7 separate regions of the Mus musculus genome follow, and regions 1, 2, 3, 4, 6 and 7 are each linked to region 5. The links are chromatin contacts, called in public promoter capture Hi-C maps. All regions are on one chromosome and are shown on one strand. The core of a region is the stretch at or near the end of the contact, and the rest is flanking DNA. Distances in the headings are between cores, read along the strand shown. Region 1 holds the start of Rab4b (RAB4B, member RAS oncogene family). Region 2 holds the start of Nr1h2 (nuclear receptor subfamily 1, group H, member 2). Region 3 holds the start of B9d2 (B9 protein domain 2). Region 4 holds the start of Zfp790 (zinc finger protein 790). Region 5 holds the start of Zfp524 (zinc finger protein 524). Region 6 holds the start of Shkbp1 (Sh3kbp1 binding protein 1). Region 7 holds the start of Etfb (electron transferring flavoprotein, beta polypeptide).

Region 1 (2,700 bases), core at 62-2,561, about 22 Mb before region 5:
TGGCAAAATTGATATGAAGACCGATGTGAGTGTCTTGGGGGTGGAGGTGGGAGTAGGATGATAGTTCCTTTATTTGCTTACCTGTTTATGAGAAGTAATTATTTTTGTTGTTGGTATGTACCCAAGCTGGCCTCAAAATCACTAGCCTCCAGTTTCAGCCTCCTGAGGGCTGCTGAGTTTACAGGCCCTGCCCAGTGCTGAGTGATCTCTAATTGGGAAATGGCAGAGGGTGCAGTACTGGAAGCTAATGTGTTCATTTCTGGGTGATCAAACCTAGTCCTTGCAGCTATAACTTTGTTAGAACCACTAGGCGCATTGCAATGTCATCACTGGTTGGTTTTCTATCTACTCTTTTTCAGCAATGGGATTTCTACTGCCAGTGAGCTCAGCCTACCGCTATCCCTGCAGTTACCCTTCCGGCTCTATGCAAATACAGCAGCCAATGGCAAACTATTTGTCTCTTTGGTTTTTGGGGTTGGGTGGGTATGTGCAAAGAATGTTTCACGGGTTTCTGAATATAGCCAATTAATGCCCTGAATGTTGTAACGTCAGTGGCTACTAGGCAGAATTTCACTTTGCAAGCCCTTTGCTCCAAGGTAAGGTTTGGGACCCCCAAGCAAGGGGGTAAACAGTACAATATATGTACGCTTTCCTCTCTTTTAAAGGGAGTTGAATCATTGGTATGAGCCAATAGATCCCGAGAAGCGCATAGAACGTACAGTTTTTTTGTTTTGTCTTTGTTTTGAGGGTTTCTCTATGTAGGCCCTGACTGTTCTGAAACTCACTATGTAGACCAGGTTGGCCTTGAACTCAGCGATACATCTGCCTCTGCTTCCTGAGTACTGGGGTTGAAAGCATGCGCGACCCCAGAGCCCGACCAACAGAGGTTTTTCTTGTAGATAGGGATAAATGTGCGCGTGTCCTCAGCTTTCCTCTTTCCGGTCTATGGGGTTAGAAATTACACTCAGCAGCCTGAGATCCATTCTTCCAACTCTGTCCATCCTGCCCTTGCTCCTTCTTGGCATTCTTGTCCCCGCCCCGTGCCTACGTATAACCAATACGGAGTCTAGTCTCTGCTCCCCGATATTTGACCAAATCCGTTCCACCGCTAGGGCAGCATCTCTGCCTCCGCCCTCTCCCACTTGCTCCACCAATCGCTCTTCTATGTCACGCCCCTTTTGACTCGGCCCCTCTCATGCCACCAATCCGCGCCGCTTATCCCGCCCACTGCCTCCTGAATCCACCAATCACTGCGTTGGGCGAGCGTGGCCTGGTATCCGCAGCTCCGGAGGCTCGCGCGGGAGGGGGGGGGGCGGTGAAGGCGGAAGTGGCGGCGCCGGGTCCAGAAGTGGAAAGGAGCTGAGGCTGCAGCCCGAGTGGAGCGGCTGCCAGCCGAGGAACAGGCGCGGCTGCGGCGCCATATTGCGGCCCTCAGCGGTCGCCACTGAGCCATGGCCGAGACCTACGGTGAGGCTGATGGGCCGAAGCAGGGGGGGCTGGGCCCGTAGTGGATGTGGATGTGGAAGTGGGGCGGGGCTTTCTGGTCAGGTGGGCGGGGTCTGCCCGGATACGGGGCAGGGCTAAGTGGGTCTGGGGCTGAGCTAATCGATTTGGGTGGAGCTTGAAGAGGCCGCTGTACGGGTTAAAAAGATCTAGGGCGGGATTTAAGGGACCTAGTCTTGGTAGATTAGGGTAGGGGGTAGGCCTTGAAGAGGGAAGCAAGCCTTCCTGGGCGGAGCATGAGTGGATAGGGCGGGGCTGACGGTGACCAGCAAGGGTCAGGTTTTATGGACTACAGAGAGAGCCTCACAGATGCTGTGCACCCTGCACACTCTGTGGGCTGATCTGGTTTGAGAGGGCTGGAGTGATGTTCTTGAGTTATAGATTTGAAACTTAGCGTCAAGAAATGCGGCATAAGTTTAAGGATAGAGGCCAGGGGTTCTGGACAGAGGATGGGGAGACAAGGTTCAGAGTTAGGCAATCAGTATGGATGTACAGTGTCAGGTGGGTAGAGGTAGGTTGGAAGGCAGTAGAAATCTCTGACGACAATCAGAGACAGCTCCATTCATTGAACACTCATAGAAAAGCCACAGAATCTGGTGCACACTTACCAGAGGAGGTAACCAGTTTAGGACATAGGCCCAACGTCAGAGGCCTTGACAGAGTGAATGAGTGAGAGGGGGTAGGAGGTGAAGTGAAGAGGAATGGAGGTCAGATTTAATTCTTGTTGAAATGGCTTTTGAAATGCATCAGGTAAGGTCTTGCATTGTGGAGACCTTTAGTTTGGGTTTGTAGCTTAGCTGTGCCTAGCTGTGTAGTCTTGCTTTCGTCAGTTAACCTCTCTGGCCTCATTTTCCTAGTCTGGAAAGTAGAAGTCCTTAGTATACTTCCTTCTTTCCTTTTTAAATATTTATTTAATGTATATGAGTACATTGTAGCCGTATTCAGAGCCACCAGAAGAGGGCATTGGATCCCATTATAGATGGTTGTAAGCCACCATGAGGTTGCTGGGAATTGAATTCAGGACCTCTGGAAGAGCAGTCATTGCTCTCAACTGCTGAGCCATCTCTTGAGCTGTATAATTTTATCTTTAGAGCTTTATTTATGATTAAATGAGTCTTTAGGACTGTGATGGGCATGTATATGGTAAACACTATATAAAAATAATTTTGTGTGCTATAACCCTCTCATTTGGGAAAC
Region 2 (2,700 bases), core at 50-2,549, about 40 Mb before region 5:
AGGACTATACAGAGAAACGCTGTCTCGAAAAAACCAAACCTAAACAAAACAAAACCAAAACAACAACAACAAAAAACAAAACAAAACAAAACCAAGAACAACAGCAACAAAAGTTAAGTAAAAGCAAGAATTTGTGCTTAATAAAGATTCCCAACTGTCCATAAGTGGGGAGTGCGGAGAAACAATCTCTGAATGTTTTCCATCTGAGATTCACACAAGTATTTCAATCTTTTGTGAAAAAGCTGGTATTATTACTTTTATGGGAGAGGGGTTGAGGCTACTTGTTTATTCACATTTAGCTGATGGCCAGGTCTCACTTCCTAGCTCAATTTGGCTTCCAACTAAAAGCAATCCTCTTGCCTTGCCTGGGTCTGTTTGCTTATTGCAGGCATGGGTCTGCACCCAATTTGCCTTTTTTATATTTACTTCTTCCTATTATGAAGCTGAATGCAAAAATAAATTCTTGTATAAAAAAGTTCCTGGGCTGGAGAGATGGCTCAGCAGTTAAGAGCACCAATTGCTTTTCTGAAGGTCCTGAGTTCAAATCCCAGCAACCACATTGTGGCTCACAACCATCCGTAATGAGATCTGATGCCCTCTTCTGGTGTGTCTAAAGACAGCTACAGTGTACTCACATATACATAAATAAATAAATCTTAAAAAAAAAAAAAAAAGTTCCCGAGGCGGGGACATCAAGAGAGTCCAAAGTGAACAAGATCCAGAATCAGGACATGTGAGGAGGAGGAGAAGGAGAAGGAGAGAGAGGCGAGCCAGGAGAGTAAAGGACCCAGTAACCAAATCGGCTGGATTATAAAGGGAAGGGCAGCCCAAGCCCTGAGCTGGAGAAGTTTAAGGTATGAAAAGCCTTTAAGCTTTTTAGGCTTAAAACCATCCTGTAACCATCTTGCCATCTCCAAATTTAAAATATTTAGAACCAACATACAGGGCTGGAAGAGGAGCTGCTACCGCAATAATGGGGAGGTAAAGGCAACAGGCTCAGAAGTTTAAGGCCACCCTTGAAATAAGAGATCCTGTCTCAAAATCAAGACAAAAATTTTTTTAAAAAGCAGCCATGCAGCACCGCTACAAAAGTAGAGAACTTTAAACTACTCAAAAAGGTTAAAACCTGCTTCGTTAGCCACCTGCGAAAAGAAACGAAAGAACTTTCCGGAACTTTTTTCTGAGTCCCAGAGGGGAACTACCAGAAGAAATAAACTTCCGGTGTGCCACTTCCGGCCGAGGCCTCACAGTCGGTGGCGCCCTGGCAGACCGGAAGTCTGTCACCTTTCCCGGTCCGCCTACTTCCGGAAGTGACGCGCAGCGGGGTTGCCGGAAGAAGTGGCGAAGTTACTTTTGCTTTTCGCTCAGCAAGCGCTGTTGCTTCGAGCTACTCCCAGGCTTCTGAAGTTACTTCCAAAGTGCTGTGGAGGCACAATCACCGGTGCGGACACAGAGGCAAGTGCGCCGGGCGGCCGGGCAGGTGGGACTGAGCCCGGTACGCGGATCGCCGTGGGTCCCGCTTAGCGCGCGCATCCTTCCCTCACTTTCCTCGCAGCTCTCGCCTCCCACGGCCGTTTCCAGGGCAACAGAGTCGGAGACCCCCTGCGACCCCCCTCCCGATCGCCGGTGCAGTCATGAGCCCCGCCTCCCCCTGGTGCACGGAGAGGGGCGGGGCCTGGAACAAGGTGGGCGTGACTCTACGGGGCGGGGCGTAGGGAAAGCCTATGGTTGGTGGGCGGGGGCGGGACACAGATGGGCAGAAGGCCTGCTGTAGATAGTCTGTGATTAAAGGCTTTTGATTCTTGGGGCGGGGCCTAGACCACTGTTGGGGGGGATTGGGAGGGGCAGAGGCATGGAGGGCGTGGCACAGTGAAGACCTATAATTGGCTTTGGGGGAATGAGAGGGGCGGAGCCTAGGAGGAACGGGGCGGAATTTGGGTTTCTGCTCCAGAGTGGGAAGGGGTGGGGCCAGGGACTTGATGGGATGGGTAGGGTCTGGGGTCTGTATTGGGGTGCGTTAAAGCCTTGAAGGAGCCTATGGTAGAAGGGTAATGGTTGCGCCCTGATGGGAGAGGCGGGGCAAAGTTAGGATCTCCCATGATAAGAGCACAGTTGGTGCTCACAGAAGAGGAATAGAGTTGTTGGGCTCTCTGAGGTCATGATTCGTAGAGAGGTGGAAGGAGCAGTGGGCCGGGTTGGGCATGTTAAAGTGTGTGATGTTTATTAGGAACTAGGGCTGGGAGTGGGGGCTCAATATAGAAGTTAAAAACACTGAGGTGTGGCACAGTCTTGTAATGGCAGCACTTGAGAGGCCGAGGCAGGAGTGCGGAAGATCCCAGGACAGCCTAGAGTAGTGTGTTCCAAGATTTTGGAGGTGGTTCAAGCTGTTCAGCCACATAGTTCGGGTAGCCTGAGCTGTATGAGATCATGTCTCAAGAGTCCGTGAGCACTGGAAGAAGAGACACCCCTATTATGCCCTGTAATTGGCTGGCTCCCCTATGTTCAGCAGGCTGCTTCGTGACCCACTATGTCTTCCCCCACAAGTTCTCTGGACACTCCCGTGCCTGGTGAGTGACGGGCTTTCCCTAGCCAGCCCCTTCCACAGTGTTGGAGAAGCTCACTGTCCTGTCTTCCTTTTCCTAGGGAATGGTTCTCCTCAGCCCAGTACCTCCGCCACGTCACCCACTATTAAGGAAGAGG
Region 3 (2,742 bases), core at 228-2,727, about 21 Mb before region 5:
AACGCTCTGGGCAATGCCTTCACCTTATCTGCTCTCTGGGATTCTAACTGCCCCCTCCCAACACACACACACACACACACACACACACACACACACACACACACACACACGAAGCTTTCAGACTCCTCACTGTTGCCACGAAGGCCCATGTGTGACCTGGATCCTGTCACTCATCTGCCACTGCCGCTCCCCACCCTCAAGCCTCACTGGTCCCATCCTGTTCCCTTGCCTCAAGGCCTTGGCAGCGGCTGTTCCTTTTGCCCTGAAACGTCTGCTACTGGGTGCCCATTTCCGGCTGTTTTCCTCCTGCCCCCCAATTCAAGTGCCACTTGCACAGAAAGGCTTTCTCTGATCTCAGACCTCCACATCCCAAATCAGCCCCCAGCACATCACTTTCTTTTTTTCCCTAGAACTTACAATAATCTTGTATATATTTTGTGCTCTTTTCTTTGAGACAGGGCCCCAAACTTGTAATAGAAGGCTTCCTAGGTGCTGGAATTACAGATATGCATAAGCACACCTAGTTTGTCTACTGGCCTGAGGACAGGAAGTGTGTGTGTGTGTGTGTGTGTGTGTGTGTGTGTGTGCGCGCGTGTTTTCTATGTCACAGCCCCATATGCTTAGGGGCTATGTTTTCCGATGGTGAGATAACATGAAAGACAAGGATAAAGAGAAGCAAACAGTATGAGTTCATTGGAGAATCGAGGAAGGAACATGGAGACTTAGGCTAGGGGAGGGAGCTGGGTATTGTTTGGGAGATGAACAAGGTGTGAGGAGGATACCTGTGTGGATGCCCCACTTGCAAAAGAGGCTGCTTTCCGAGAAACCGGTGGCCCCTATGATCTGCCCGATCACGTGCACTTCAGCCATGGCTCTAGGAAAGGAAAAATTCAATCACAACCCTGTGAGGTAACTGTATTATTTCCATCTGACAGCTGGGAAAACTGAAGCCTATCACATAAAGAACAGCACTGTGATTCTAAGCTAGTTCCACCAACCCACTGACAATGTGGCCTTCATCACAGATACAAGCCACGTCCCCAGAAAAGCCCAAGAAAAATGGGGAAGTCTCCCAGAGGTGTGGGAACCTGCACCAATAAATAAACCAAGGCTCAGACGCTTAGAAAGCCCCGCCCCAGGGTTGTGGCCCCGCCCACATGTGCAAGGCCCCGCCCCTTCGCGGCAGATCAGCCAAGCTTCAAAAGGCGCATGCGTCTCGTCTCGGGTGTAGGGCCGCTTTACCCTTGCCCGTAGGCGTAGCGCATGCGTCATTCCTACCTCCGCGTACTTGACCGTTAGAAGTGAAAGCTGCCTCGGGGATGGTAGTTCACGGGCTTCTTTGCGGGCGCCGTCGAGACTAGTCTCGCTCCCCTCCCGGGCCCTTCCAGGCGGAGGGAGATCTGAGGTAGATAGATCCGCAGCCTCGCTCTCCTGGGGTGCCCCGACTGTTGCTGGGGCAACAGCAGGTTCCTCCCCTGAGCCCGCCCTGCGTGCTGATGATTGGTGCTATAGCTGCCCTCTGGGGGGCGGGGCGTAGTCGTGATGGACGCGGTCATTCGGGACTTTTTTGCGAGAATTGCATAGGTCTTGCTCCTGCGACGCCTTACGCCCCAGAGTGGGAGGCCTGGCGGGTTATCTCTATCAGCAGTTGAGGAAGTTAGAACGCCAACTGTTTCCTCTCCATATCTTCTTCACGCAATAAGCAAATCTATTGATGCTCTTTGCTTCCTCAAAACAAAACACCTTTCCTGTTCAGGATCACAGCCAGAATGGAGCCAGCCGACACTAAACGGGCACCTAAAGGGACTCCCATAGTAGTCATCTCTATGTTGTAGCTGGAGGGGAAAAAAGGACCTCCATATTCTGACACTAGAGAAATTGGGAAGTGGGTTTCTCTTCAGTTTTCAGAGCTTCCTCAGATTTCTCAAGGACTGAGAAGTCCAAGTTCTTTCTCAGAGTCACTGCAAAGTTCATTCTAGCAGCTGGTTTTGAACAAACAGGTTGGAGTAAAGATAAATGAGGAAGACGGGGCTGGAGAGATGGTGCAACAAGAGCGCTTGCCTCACTTCCAGAGAACTGGAGTTCGGTTCCCAGCATTCTGTAACTCCAGCTCCAACTCTGCCCTCTTCTGGCGTCCCAGAGGACACTTCCCACCCTCAACCCCTGCCCCGCGCACAGGTGGCATACACAAATAATAAAAATAAATCCTACAAAAGGAAGGAAGAAGCCCCTTTGGCAGGAAGTCAGGGAAGAAAGCCTCTCTCCTTTATATATATATATTTTTTTCCCAAGTCGGAAACAAATTTTAAAAATTTTATGATGAGTATTGTGGCTCATGAGAGACTGAGGCAGGAGGAATGCTGCAAATTTAAAGCCAGCCTGGGCTATTAAGTGAGTTCCAGGCCAATCCCCCTTAAACAAACAAACTAAAACTAAAACAAGAACTTAAGTCGTGTGTGTGTGTGTGTGTGTGTGTGTGGTGTGTTCAGGTGTATGGGTGGTTGTTTGTATGGTGCATATGTAGAGGCCAGAAGATAGCTCGTCTGTGTGGTGTGTGTGTGTGTGTGTGTGTGTGTGTGTGTGTGTGTGTGGTGTGTTCAGGTGTATGGGTGGTTGTTTGTATGGTGCATATGTAGAGGCCAGAAGCTAGCTCACCAACCTCCAAGGTTGTCCCTAGAAGCTATCCACTTTTTTTTCCTTCCAATTTTCAGGATATGTGTTACCAACACTAACACCACTGTT
Region 4 (2,700 bases), core at 64-2,563, about 25 Mb before region 5:
CTTCTAAATCTGGCTGATCTGGACACACACCGTTGCGGCTGTGTCCACTGACTCTGGATGCTATGGACACACACCGCTGTGGCCGTGTCCACTGACTCTGGCTGATATAGACACACACCGCTGCGGCTGTGTCCACTGACTCTGGCTGATCTGGACACAAACCGCTGTGGCTGTGTCCACTGACTCTGGCTGATATGGACACACACCGCTGCGGCTGTGTCCACTGACTCTGGCTGATATGGACACACACCGCTGCGGCTGTGTCCACTGACTCTGGCTGATATGAACACACACCGCTGTGGCTGTGTCCACTGACTCTGGCTGATATGGACACACACCTCTATGGCTGTGTCCCACTGGCTCTTAAGTACTGTGTGCAGCTTGTTTTAATCATGGTGATGCTGCTCTCTGTAATAAACTTCCGTTTATCACCTTCTGGAGCAGGGCATGGTAGTTCACACCTGTTATCCCAGACCTTGAAAGTCAGGAGGACGGCCTCTGAAGGGTGACCAGGGCTAAACAGCAAGATCCTGTCTAAACAACAAACCAACAGAAACCACTTGACAAGAGGATCTGGAGTTCAGGTCAACCTTGGTTATAAAGAGAATTGCAAGCCAGCCTCAAAATCAAACCTTACCTGTGTCTCCTCAGGAACTCTCTAGAGAAGGGACGATGTCTGCTTGGGGTACCCTGAGCGTTAATAACGCCCCCCCCCAAAAAAAAACCACCCCGACTGACAAAACACTGTGTTAAAAATAAAAAGTCGGCTATATTGCCTGTAGATTGCCTACGCCGCACAATTAACTTACAGAAAAATAACAATGCTAATTAGTTATTATCAGCTATACATTTTCCCTCCCACAGACACTCCAGAAGACCGCACTTACTAATCGTAATTTGAAAAGAAAATGAGATTTAGGAAGCTTCCGCTATCTCTATAATCTCAGCCACTCCTGTACAGGGATCCATCCAGTCGAGACCCAATCCCCAAGAACCATTCGATCCGCATACAATGTCTCCTCCCCACAACAGCTCGCTCCACTCACAAAGCGCCACAGCTCGAGCCCAACTCTTGCTCACGCTCATTTTCCTTACCTCGCAGTTTCTCTGCCGTCCAACTCCTCCCAGATCCAGCCGCGCATGCAATCTAACCTCCCTATGCTTTCTCTCACACACGCTCAGGGCTGTCATTGCGTACTCTTGCACCTACAGGACGAGGCTTCCTCTTGGTCAGACTGCCAATGCTGGGTTGGTCTTAGCGCTGGGGTCCTACATTCCGGTCTGTGGCCCCAACTTCCAGCAGGAAGTCGAATTCGGAACAGCCTCCTTAGACAGATTTCCGCCTGGGGATTGGATGACTCAGCCTACTCGAGCCATGCGCCTCCGGTCACCAGCACGGCCTTGAACTACATTTCCCAGAATACCTCGGTTCCCTGGAAACTCGCAGTGCTGAGATAGTGCTGGGTCGAGGAGCCTGATCTAGGTCTATGAAGTCTTTCACCGCTGGGATTTCCTCACGATTCCGACGAATAGCCGAACACTTTGTATCTGTTGTTCAGGCCACAGCTTTCAGCCCCTGACATTTCCAGGCGTTGTATTTCCCTCTCCTGGGAGCCTTTTTTAAGGAGTGGGCAGGGTACTCCTGACAGGTTTGGGGAGAACTTTAGGGATAATGAGACGCCTTTGGTGCCAAGGGTTTGGATGCACCATCCTGTGCAGTGCAATGAAGCTGACTCCGGGAGATCCGGAGCTGTGTAGAATTGTTATCATGTGTCTGGGTGGTAGTCTAGGGGATATGGAGGCAGAGAGGATTCCTTGATTGGTGAGTATGATCGCATCCATTGTGTGTGTGGCTGGAGTCTGTGTGACCGTTTTGTGCCATGCTTTTTTTTTTTTTTTACCAGTGTGAGGTCCCTCGAGTGTGAGGTCCCTGGGCTTTTGTGTTTGTGAGCATTTGCCTAACTTTGGGAGCGTGTGAGGTGACCGACTGAGGTGTGACTGCTTCCCAGTGGACCTTTTCTAATTTCGGTAGAGGTAAGGTGAGGGTGGGGGCAACAGTGACTGTGATTGGCTCTCCCTGTTAAGGCTTCCGTGTGGGGTGGATTGTATTTTCGTTTGAGGCACCCATAGCTTTTGTGTCCCCGTGGTGTGGGATTAATTGGAGAGTCACTATAGGTGAGGCAACTTTGTACCTTTGTGACTCCAGCCAAGGGGACTTGTGTCACATCCTGGGGGTAGACTCTGTCCTTATCTACAGTCACCCTACTTTTGTCTGGTGTTTCCATTGCATAGGAAGCCCCTAGGCTTCTCTGATTTCTTGATAGGTGCTATGGCTGTTGGGCCAAAATGATCTCTGAAATGGTTGAATATGCATCTACAAGAGCCTAGTGTGTGTCACACTTTTTTTTTTTTTTAATTCCCGAGTTCTGTCCTGTAGCTTATGATTTCCTGACATCCCTTTACTTTTGTCAAGATGTGGCTTGTTTTCCTCCTGTTGAAAATTCTGGCCCATCCTGTGACTGCATTCCTGTAGTGTACCCTGAAGTGGAAGTTTAAGGAAATGTCAGGTGATGCAGACCCATGTGATATTTGGAGAGAGTATAAATAGGAGTCAACCCACAGTGACTAGTGTATAGCTAGCTTTGCATTGCTTTGCTGGTTTCAAGTCTTTGCTGATCTTTGCTTCATTGTACCGTATTA
Region 5 (2,899 bases), core at 331-2,830:
GTTTCGAAATCCCACACCAAGCCAGTCTCCTCCTCCCTCAAACCTATGGATCAGATGTCAGCTCTTAGCTACTGTTCCAGCACCATGTCAGCCTGTTGGTCACCATTCTCCCAACCAAGATAGATGATCACGGACTAACCCTCTGAAAAATATAAGCATGCCTCCAATTAAAACGCTTTCTTTATACGTTGCTATGGTCATAGTTTTTCATTACATCAACATAACTACAAAAAGCCTTTAAAGTCAAAACAAGCCAAAAATAAATAAATTTTTGAAAAAATCCAGCTAAGAATGTAGGCCTTGAAACAGCCCATCAAATTCTGGGTCACAAAGGTCTCAAAAGGCTCCTGCTCCCCACAGAGATGGGGGGGCATGAAGAGAGACAAGTCCTAGCCAAAAGCTATTGATTTGTGAAAGATATATATGAAAGTTGCTAAGAGTCTGGGCTTTGAAGTCATATACCCAGAAATCAAATGCTGAGTCTGTCCCTTCCTTTGTGTGACCTTAGCCAAGATCCTTACTTCTCTGAGCTTATTTGTGTCTTTTGTAAGATGGAAATCGGGGATTTTTGTTTATTGGTTTGTTTGATTGGTTTTACCTACTAACCCAGACATGCTGTGAACATAAGAGCCAGCACTACAGCACTGGTCGTTGAGCCTCACAGCAATCCTCTGAGGGAACATTTTCAAAGGGTTTCATTTGGATCCAGTTTGGCCAACAATCACCATGTGATTCTACAAGTGGCTTTGCCTGAGTCTGTTTCCTTCTCTATAAAGTCAATATACCAAGGTTGTTGGGAGAATCGACAGGAATGAGGAAGCTTCAAAAATGTCCTTAGTGCACAGTCTAGAAAATAGAAAGCTCCAGGACTTTCCCCAGTGCCCACAAGATCCCAGGATAGTAGGAATTGAGTGTACTTGGGGTCAAAGGTCAAAGGTGCAGCTAGCAGCAGATTCTGTCGGGGGACCCTGCACCCCTCTTTTTATTATTTTATTGTTTGGTTGGTTTAAAGTTTTGTGTGTGGTGTTGGCTATCCTAATCAGGGCCTCACACATACTGGGCCTGAGCTACACCCCCAAAACTTGCACCCCCTTTTAATATGCACATAGCATGAGGTCCACACAGAAGCAACTTGTCCAGGATCATATGGTTCGCACGATGAGGAAGCCTGGACAAGAAGCTGAGTTTCTGAAACATACCTATGAAGTGACAGAGTGGCTCTTCGACCCTCTCCCACCCACAAGTCCGGTACGACGCGTGCCTGTCAGGCGCGAGTGGCCCAGCCCGCAAGCGGGGCGGGCCCTCAGGGTACGGTGGCCAATGAGCGGCGCGGGGACATTGGTGGCAGGGGCTGCCAGAAGGGGGTCTGCGCGCGCGAGCCCAGACCGCTCGGCGGGGCGCGAGGTCGACGTGCGCAGGAGAGAGCAAAGAAGCTGGGAACAGGTGCCGGGTGCGCGCTTATGCGCGCGCGCCGGGACCACCCTCTTTCCCCCATCCCCCCCACCCGGGCCCCCCGCCTCTGGGTACCTCATTTGCATGCTGCCTGGGCTCGCGTGTGTACGCGCGCGCGCGCCGGGGGCGACGGGCCGAAGCGTGGGAAGGGGCGGGAGAGAGGGGGCCCAGCCCCTAGGCGGCGGCGGGGCGGGGGTGTGGGAGGTAGCAGAGCGTGAGCTGGACCCCGCCCCTCGGCACGGAAGCCGGGGGCCCCTCCCTCCCTTCCCTGCTGCCAGCGCCCGCGGGGAACAAAGAGGATGCCCTGGGTCCCAAGGCCCCGACACGCTAGCAACAAATGCGCCTGCGTATCAGGCGCCTTCGTGTGCCCAGTGACAACGCACAAAAATCCCCAACCACCTGCAAAAATGCCTTTCCTCCCACGAAGCCTTCCCAACCCGGTGACCCAATCAAATACAGGTACCGGATAGATGAGAAGCGGGAAATGGCTGCTAAGTGCCCCTAATTAATATGGCGCCCATCAGCTTCAAAGAGCCATGGAGTTAAAGTAGTAAAATGGTGCTTGGTGTTTCCTAACTCTGAACAAGTTTGACCACTTGGATTTTTCTCCCTCTTCCCGCATCCTTCCCAGCAGAAGTCAAAGACTAGAAAAAAAAAGCAATCTTATCTAAACACATCTATGTTAACTCTTTGTAACCGCACCGTGGGCTACGAAATGCTGCACGCTGAGAGTATTGCCCTTAGTCTATATGGCGCCGCGGGTAACTTAGGCCCCGCCCCTGCCCTGCCCTCAACAAAGATGGCGCTAGCCTAGCTTCTTTAACCTCCGCGGCTGGAAATAGGAAAGGAAAACACAGAAGGGCGGGGCGGGGGCGGGATAGAGAAGCCAAGAAGGAGGGGTAAAGGGGGGTTGGGGGGGCGTAGAAGAGAGCTGAGGCGGAAGTCGAGAGGCCCCTCAGGTGGAAGTGACGCTGACCCCGCTACCCAAAATGTCGGCGCCCAGAGGGAGGTGTAAGTAATTAAACAGGAAAGCGGACAGACTTTCCCGGCCCCCCGGAGGCCTGCCTGGTCTCCAGGACCTCCGCAACGCAAAAGCAAGGTGGTCTTGCCTAGTTCCTGGGCCGCTTGACCTGCCCCCGACTCGGGCGCCCGAGACTGCACCTTGTAGGGGCAGGGAGAGGGGTACAAAGGGCCAGTTTTCCGGGCCTTGTTCGCAAGATCGAGCAGGGGTGGGGGTGGGGGCCGGCTGCACCAGACACCGTAGGGCGCAGGAGGGGCGGAGCTTAAGGTGGTCGGGGCGGGGCAGAACTGGAGGAGTAGCTTGTTGAGGCGTGGCTTATAGTTGGAGGGGAGGGGTTTCAAGAAAGTGTGGAGACTGGTTAGAAAATGGAGAGGTTTATATAAAGTGGGGCCTAGCAAAGAGGCGTGAATCTCATGAAATGGGGGA
Region 6 (2,732 bases), core at 156-2,655, about 22 Mb before region 5:
CGTGGCAGAACACGCCGAGATCGCCCGATGGGGTCAGACACTACCTACCACATCATCCACAGATGAGGGCAACCCCAAGCGTGAGGGCGGGGAGCGTAGGGCCAGCGGGCGCCGGAAGTGATTCCAGGTACCCTTTCCCCCACCTTGGAGTCTGACAAGTCTCCTTGCCCCTCCTCTCTGCACTGTGGACACAAAGACAACTTCTCATCCGCAAGGGCCGGAATGACTGCGGATGTGCCACTGTGGGCCTGAAATAGAAGGGACTTCTGCACTCCAAGAGGTGGTGGTAGGGGATTGCTGTCCCTATAGCCATATCTCGGTCCCTTCCCGCTCGCCAACCCCACCCCAGGTGCTGGGGCTCCATTCTTTTTATGCAATAACTGAGCTTGGTGGGGCCGGGCAGGGAGCCAGTTGAGCCAAGCTCCCTGCCCAATCGTCAGATCCTGCCCCAAGAAGCTGGAGTGGCGAGGGATCTAGGAGGTGGTGATTTGTTGGCCTCCTCTCCGCCCTAAGGATGGACAACGGGGGCGCTGGTGAGGTCCCCTGGACCATCCAGGGTGCTAGGGGGTGGGGAGGGGACACACTCCCTCCCTGCCTTTACCTCACTTCCAATGCTGCCTTGATCTGTCTGGGAAGAGGGAGGACAGGGGCCCTTAGCCCCTGTACTCCGCCATCTCAGAGCCATGCGGTTAATTCCTGACTTAGTTTATTTTTGCAAAAACGTAGACCCCCCCTCCTTCCCCCCGCCCCGCATCCGCGAAGGCTTTTAATAGGAGGGGAGTCAAAGTTCAAAACTGTCTTCCTCTCTCCTCCCCGATTCTAGCTGTAAATGCCACTTCCCGAGGGGGAGGGGGTGGGAAAGCCCTCCCCCTGCATGCTTCTGGCTGGAGCACCTCCCTGGGACGGAGGGAATCAGGGTTACAGGCAACCCCCGTGGCTGCTTGGAGACGCTGCCAAGGCAGGGGGTGCGGGGCGGTGTGGCAGGCGCACACTGTATGTACCTATAATAAACCCTTTGGCTTTGACAGTCTTCGCTGGTTTGTTCGTGTATCCGAGACAGGATTGGAGGGTGGGCCGGTGTGGGGACGAGGTCGAGAAGGCAGTCTCCTAGACTCTACAAATACCTAAGCCTTGGTATAGGCTCATTTCAAGATCTGCGCACGTACTCCTCAACGAATCGCCTACATTCGTTATGTATTATACCAAAATAAGGGAACCTAGAAAAGGGGGGGGGGAGTTACTAAATCACTCCAAAGGATCCCCAAGTGCGCCCCGTCGAAACCAGGAAAGACCGGCCCTCTTTAAAGAGTCAGAGACCGTAATTGCGTTGAGCGAGCTCTCTGTCCAATCGCCGGTGGATCCTGGAGTCTCTAGGCCAATGAGCAAGAGGAAGAGGCGGGGTCTATGCACACCCGGAAGTGGGTGCGAGCCGGCCGGCTTGCGGGGGGGTGGGGCTATGGCCGTCGCGACGACTGCAGTGGAGGGGGTCCCGAGTCGGGGAGCACCCGGGGAAGTGATTCATCTGAACGTAGGGGGCAAGCGGTGAGTGTGGGAGATCCTCGAGGCCCCATCCTACGGGACCGAGGCGGGATGCCCGCCTCTTCTGGGGGTGGGGGTGGTAGTCCCTGTCCATCAAGAATTGCTCCGCCTCAAGCTGGAGGCTTGGCGCTTGAATAAAAAAGAAAGAAAGAAAGAAAGAAATGCCAAAGGAGAATGCATGAATCTCAGTGGAGGAGGCAGCGTCCTCACCTCTTCTTCTCTTTCCTCTCCTTACCCCATCGCCCAGGTTCAGTACCTCTCGCCAGACGCTTACCTGGATCCCAGACTCCTTCTTTTCCAGGTGATTAGGAGAGTCTGGGGCGAGGGTAGGAGGGAATGAAAGAAGAGGGTGTGGGGAGACCCATTTCTACAATACTCACCTCTGCAACTCGGCCCATGTCTCCTCCTCGGTTTCCCCTTCCTGTAGTCTTTTGAGCGGACGCATCTCAACCCTGAAAGATGAGACCGGAGCTGTGAGTAGGGCTAGATCAAAAAACGGGACTCCGGGTGGGATGGGGGACAGGAGCTCCTACTTATTCCAGGTCTTTTCCATGACCCCCACCTCCATCCCCACCCCACCATGCAGATCTTCATCGACCGGGACCCCACCGTCTTTGCCCCCATCCTTAATTTCCTGCGGACCAAAGAGTTAGATCCCAGGTTGGTATGGGTAAATGGGTGAATTCTGCCACTGTATAAAATCTCTCCTCGAAAAGTAAATGTGTTCCATTCTATTAGAATTATTGATCATGTTATATTCCTTCCATTAAAATATGCCCACACATTTGCACCATTCTTCATCCTTGTTATCTAGATTTTAAAGAAAGTATGTATTTGTTTGTTGGCTTGAGATAAGGCCTTGCTCTGTAGCCCTGGCTGTCTAGAACTCCATCCAGATCAGGCCAGTCTTTATCTCCCATGTCTTGGATTGGCAGGTGTACCCCACCCTCAACCTCCCTAGAATTTTACGCCGGTTGAAACTAGCCAGGCTTCGGTAGTCTCTGGGCAGTTTCAATACCTTTCTCCTTGCAATGTGCTGTTCATGCCTATGCCCTAGATTTTTACACCCAAATCTCCCCTATTACCCAGGGGTGTCCATGGTTCCAGCCTCCTCCATGAAGCCCAATTCTACGGACTCACTCCACTGGGTAAGTGAGAGTCCCGTGCCGTGCCCCACCCCCACCCCAACCCCG
Region 7 (2,700 bases), core at 45-2,544, about 38 Mb before region 5:
CACAGGCTGTTAGAAGCCACCTCAAGCCAACCCGTTTTCTCTCTAGCAAACAGGCAGAGAGTCAGACTTGCCCAGACTCCTGATTCTTGCTGCTTACCCAGCTTGGGGGCAGGGGGCAGGCATCTGGCAAGTAACAGGGCCTCCACGGGCCTGGGTTTCCTCAACCACCCTGTTCGATTGAGAGTACAGAAGCTGTACAAAGGGATCAATCTCTGTACAGGAATTATATCTGCTGGTGCTTTGTGCCGACTTCCATGTGTGCTGTCTGGGTCATGGACATTAAGTCTGAGTCTGTCTCCTGAATCCTTCTTGTCTCATTCCTCAACTGCGGTACGTAGATGGTGGTATTAAATGATATAGCCCGTTTTTACCTATCTCAGAGGGTCTCTTGGGTGCATCTTCCTTATGCTAGGAAATTTGAAGGACACAAAGGGGGATCACAGGACAATGGGGACAGACAAACATGAATTGCCACCATCTTTTTTTCAGTACAGATTAGGCTAAGCATTGAGAGACTGGCCTGGGAACCCAGTCTGATTCAATGCTGGCTACAGCAGCTTCTCTCTGAGGAGAACCCAGGGCCTCAGGGGTGCTGCCCTCAGACTGCTCACGGACACTCCAAAGTCTTAGTTAAGCTGGCTCCTTTGAACTTGCTTCTCCAGCAAGCACAGGTCTCCTTCCCTTCCTAAATAAAAAACTGTCGACAAGCATCCCATGGCTATATGGGTGAGGCGCTTTCTGAGTCCCATGGAACCAGATGGCTCTCCATGTGGCTGTACATTTAGAGCAGACAGTGCAGCCTGCAAGGTAATGAGTGATGAAACCGCAGGCCCCACATAGAATTCTCTATTCTGATTCTCTCTTGCTAAGTGCCAGTTTTGTGCCTCAGTTTCTCCACGTGTTAAATAGGGACCATGACTCCTCCAGCCCACAGTTATCAAGGGACTGAGAGAGAGGGGAAAAGGGTCGTCACCTCAGAAGGATCTGATTGTCAAAATCTCACAGCCCTTGATTTTTGCTCCAAGTATGACTGACGTCGGGTCAAAGGGCAATAGAAATTGACTTTTGAAAGGTTCTCTTATGTGGGGCACGCTCCTGCTCTTGGACGTTCATAGCTGCGGTCTCAGGGTGCTGGGACCTAGTCGGGGTGGGGAAAGTCACCTTCACAGCGAAGTCGATGACCCTCTTGACAGCCACGAGCGCGCGCAGCTCCGCCATCTTCCTGCAGCAGTCACTGGCCGGGTCAGGTTGCTCCTAATCCAGATAGTCACACACTCCGCCCCGTATCTGTCTCTGCGCCTGCGCGCCGCAACACCGACCAATCAACCGTCGCACAACTCAGAAAAAGCCAATAGGAAGCGGAATTCAGGGAGAGGCGGGGTCCACGGCGGACCGCTGGGTGGAGGGGGCGTTGCACAGAAGTAGGGGAAAGGGCATTCCTAGGAGTGAAGTTTGCTGAGGGCTTATTTATCCTAATGCTCTCCTCGTAACTCCTGTTGTCCCCAGATCTGCAATTCACTTCTAGATCCCTCCTTTCTCAGCACTCCAAGCCCCCATGTCTGTGTTCCCACGCGCACCCTGTGCCTTTTTTCCTACGCCCCCAAGGCCTTCCTTCACTTGCTTGCCGCCGCATTCTTTCTGCAGATTCCCTCCTTATCCTTGCGTCTACACTTTACTTCCTTGTGATTTTCCCGTGTCCGCTCATCCCCACCTCCTCCCGCGACTGCGTGCTTTATGACTCTCCCGAGTCCCATATTCTCTCCCCGTGCATTCCCCGGGTGCGCTCGTCCCCGCCCCTTCTTCTACGCCTACATCCGCTAGGACTACCCGGTGTCAGCTTGTCCCTACACCCTCTCCCTGCTTCCGCATCTGCAAATCCCCAGGGTACACACCTCGTTACAGGGTTCAAGTCTCCGTTCCTACCCTCCCACATTCCTTCTGACCTCCTTAACTCTCTACAAGCCACTTTATCCGTGTCTCTGTAGTCTCCAAGCTTCTGTCTCTACGTTCCGCAGAAAAGCACGCAGGGGCGAGGCTAAAAGCCATTCCTTTATTCTGCCCCAGGCAGGCCGCATTCATAGGCATACCGGGAATCCGCTGATGGCTTCGGTGCTCTGCAAGATCATGTCGGCAAGCAGAAAGCAGAAGCCTGGCAGGAAGGGAGTACAGAGCCCGGGGAAGGAAGGTGGGCTATGGGGCGGATGATCTGGCCTGCCTGGGAGCTAGGGATGGGGGTTCCAAGGGCGTTTCCATCGGGTGTCTTGGAGTGCAGGGGCGGGGAAGTCACTGGAAGTTATTGTGGACTTTGCTAGGAAGAATAGGTGACTGGGAAGTTTCTGGGGAGGGGAGTCCTCTAGAGGGGTAGTCTCCACCCTCTTCCCCTCGTGCTGGTTACCCGCAATAAACAAGAAGGGTAAAGCCAACCATCCGAAAAAGTAGGACCAGGAGAAGAAGACTTCTGGCTTCCAGGCATTCTTTGAAGTGTATACGGCCAAGGCAATCAGCAGCAGCAACCCTGGGCCACGCCCACCCGTCAGGTGAGCGTGGCCAGGTAGAAGCTGCACCCAAGCCCACCCCTCAGAACTGCCCTTGTCTCTGACTTATCAAACCACGCCCAGCTTCCCTTTGGCTTCACCTTCGTGGGCTTCTTGCTCCTCCTCTTTTCTTTTTTTATTAAAAATAGATTCTTCCTTTATACAA

What was found. Promoter capture Hi-C pulls out the DNA fragments that hold promoters and counts their contacts.
Region 1: a promoter capture Hi-C map of pre-B cells shows a contact between it and region 5. The contact joins the promoter of Rab4b here to the promoter of Zfp524 in region 5. A contact is called at or near these places in 5 of 39 promoter capture datasets (cranial neural crest, frontonasal cranial neural crest, maxillary cranial neural crest and 2 more).
Region 2: a contact with region 5 is called in a promoter capture Hi-C map of second pharyngeal arch cranial neural crest. The contact joins the promoter of Nr1h2 here to the promoter of Zfp524 in region 5. A contact is called at or near these places in 4 of 39 promoter capture datasets (cranial neural crest, maxillary cranial neural crest, pre-B cells and 1 more).
Region 3: a contact with region 5 is called in a promoter capture Hi-C map of the HPC-7 cell line. The contact joins the promoter of B9d2 here to the promoter of Zfp524 in region 5. A contact is called at or near these places in 3 of 39 promoter capture datasets (the HPC-7 cell line, cranial neural crest and frontonasal cranial neural crest).
Region 4: a contact with region 5 is called in a promoter capture Hi-C map of second pharyngeal arch cranial neural crest. The contact joins the promoter of Zfp790 here to the promoter of Zfp524 in region 5. A contact is called at or near these places in 3 of 39 promoter capture datasets (cranial neural crest, pre-B cells and second pharyngeal arch cranial neural crest).
Region 6: a contact with region 5 is called in a promoter capture Hi-C map of cranial neural crest. The contact joins the promoter of Shkbp1 here to the promoter of Zfp524 in region 5. A contact is called at or near these places in 3 of 39 promoter capture datasets (cranial neural crest, maxillary cranial neural crest and pre-B cells).
Region 7: a promoter capture Hi-C map of pre-B cells shows a contact between it and region 5. The contact joins the promoter of Etfb here to the promoter of Zfp524 in region 5. A contact is called at or near these places in 3 of 39 promoter capture datasets (cranial neural crest, frontonasal cranial neural crest and pre-B cells).

Annotation. Positions count from the first base shown.
Region 1 is chr7:27,177,494-27,180,193 of GRCm38.p6, reverse strand. Rab4b (RAB4B, member RAS oncogene family) reads left to right here and starts at 1,311. Exons shown (of 8, transcript NM_029391.2): 1 at 1,311-1,467. The coding sequence starts at 1,452. It overlaps Mia (melanoma inhibitory activity), which reads left to right. Exons shown (of 4, transcript NM_019394.3): 3 at 1-25; 4 at 360-453. The coding sequence ends at 383.
Region 2 is chr7:44,552,564-44,555,263 of GRCm38.p6, reverse strand. Nr1h2 (nuclear receptor subfamily 1, group H, member 2) reads left to right here and starts at 1,299. Exons shown (of 10, transcript NM_001285517.1): 1 at 1,299-1,455; 2 at 1,556-1,685; 3 at 2,510-2,567; 4 at 2,644-2,700. The coding sequence starts at 2,528.
Region 3 is chr7:25,679,515-25,682,256 of GRCm38.p6, reverse strand. It overlaps B9d2 (B9 protein domain 2), which reads right to left and starts at 1,477. Exons shown (of 4, transcript NM_001362154.1): 1 at 1,279-1,477; 2 at 783-874. The coding sequence starts at 870. It also overlaps a transcript of Tmem91 not described here.
Region 4 is chr7:29,814,685-29,817,384 of GRCm38.p6, reverse strand. It overlaps Zfp790 (zinc finger protein 790), which reads right to left and starts at 1,313. Exons shown (of 5, transcript NM_146185.2): 1 at 1,096-1,313.
Region 5 is chr7:5,014,189-5,017,087 of GRCm38.p6, reverse strand. It overlaps Zfp524 (zinc finger protein 524), which reads right to left and starts at 1,580. Exons shown (of 2, transcript NM_025324.2): 1 at 1,528-1,580. It overlaps Fiz1 (Flt3 interacting zinc finger protein 1), which reads left to right and starts at 2,360. Exons shown (of 3, transcript NM_001110329.1): 1 at 2,360-2,463.
Region 6 is chr7:27,354,681-27,357,412 of GRCm38.p6, reverse strand. Shkbp1 (Sh3kbp1 binding protein 1) reads left to right here and starts at 1,405. Exons shown (of 18, transcript NM_138676.2): 1 at 1,405-1,542; 2 at 1,787-1,840; 3 at 1,967-2,012; 4 at 2,126-2,199; 5 at 2,629-2,687. The coding sequence starts at 1,457. It overlaps Sptbn4 (spectrin beta, non-erythrocytic 4), which reads left to right. Exons shown (of 36, transcript NM_032610.2): 36 at 1-1,030. The coding sequence ends at 121.
Region 7 is chr7:43,442,666-43,445,365 of GRCm38.p6, reverse strand. Etfb (electron transferring flavoprotein, beta polypeptide) reads right to left here and starts at 1,294. Exons shown (of 6, transcript NM_026695.3): 1 at 1,162-1,294. The coding sequence starts at 1,218. It overlaps Cldnd2 (claudin domain containing 2), which reads right to left. Exons shown (of 5, transcript NM_028849.1): 4 at 2,396-2,515; 5 at 2,046-2,149. The coding sequence ends at 2,076.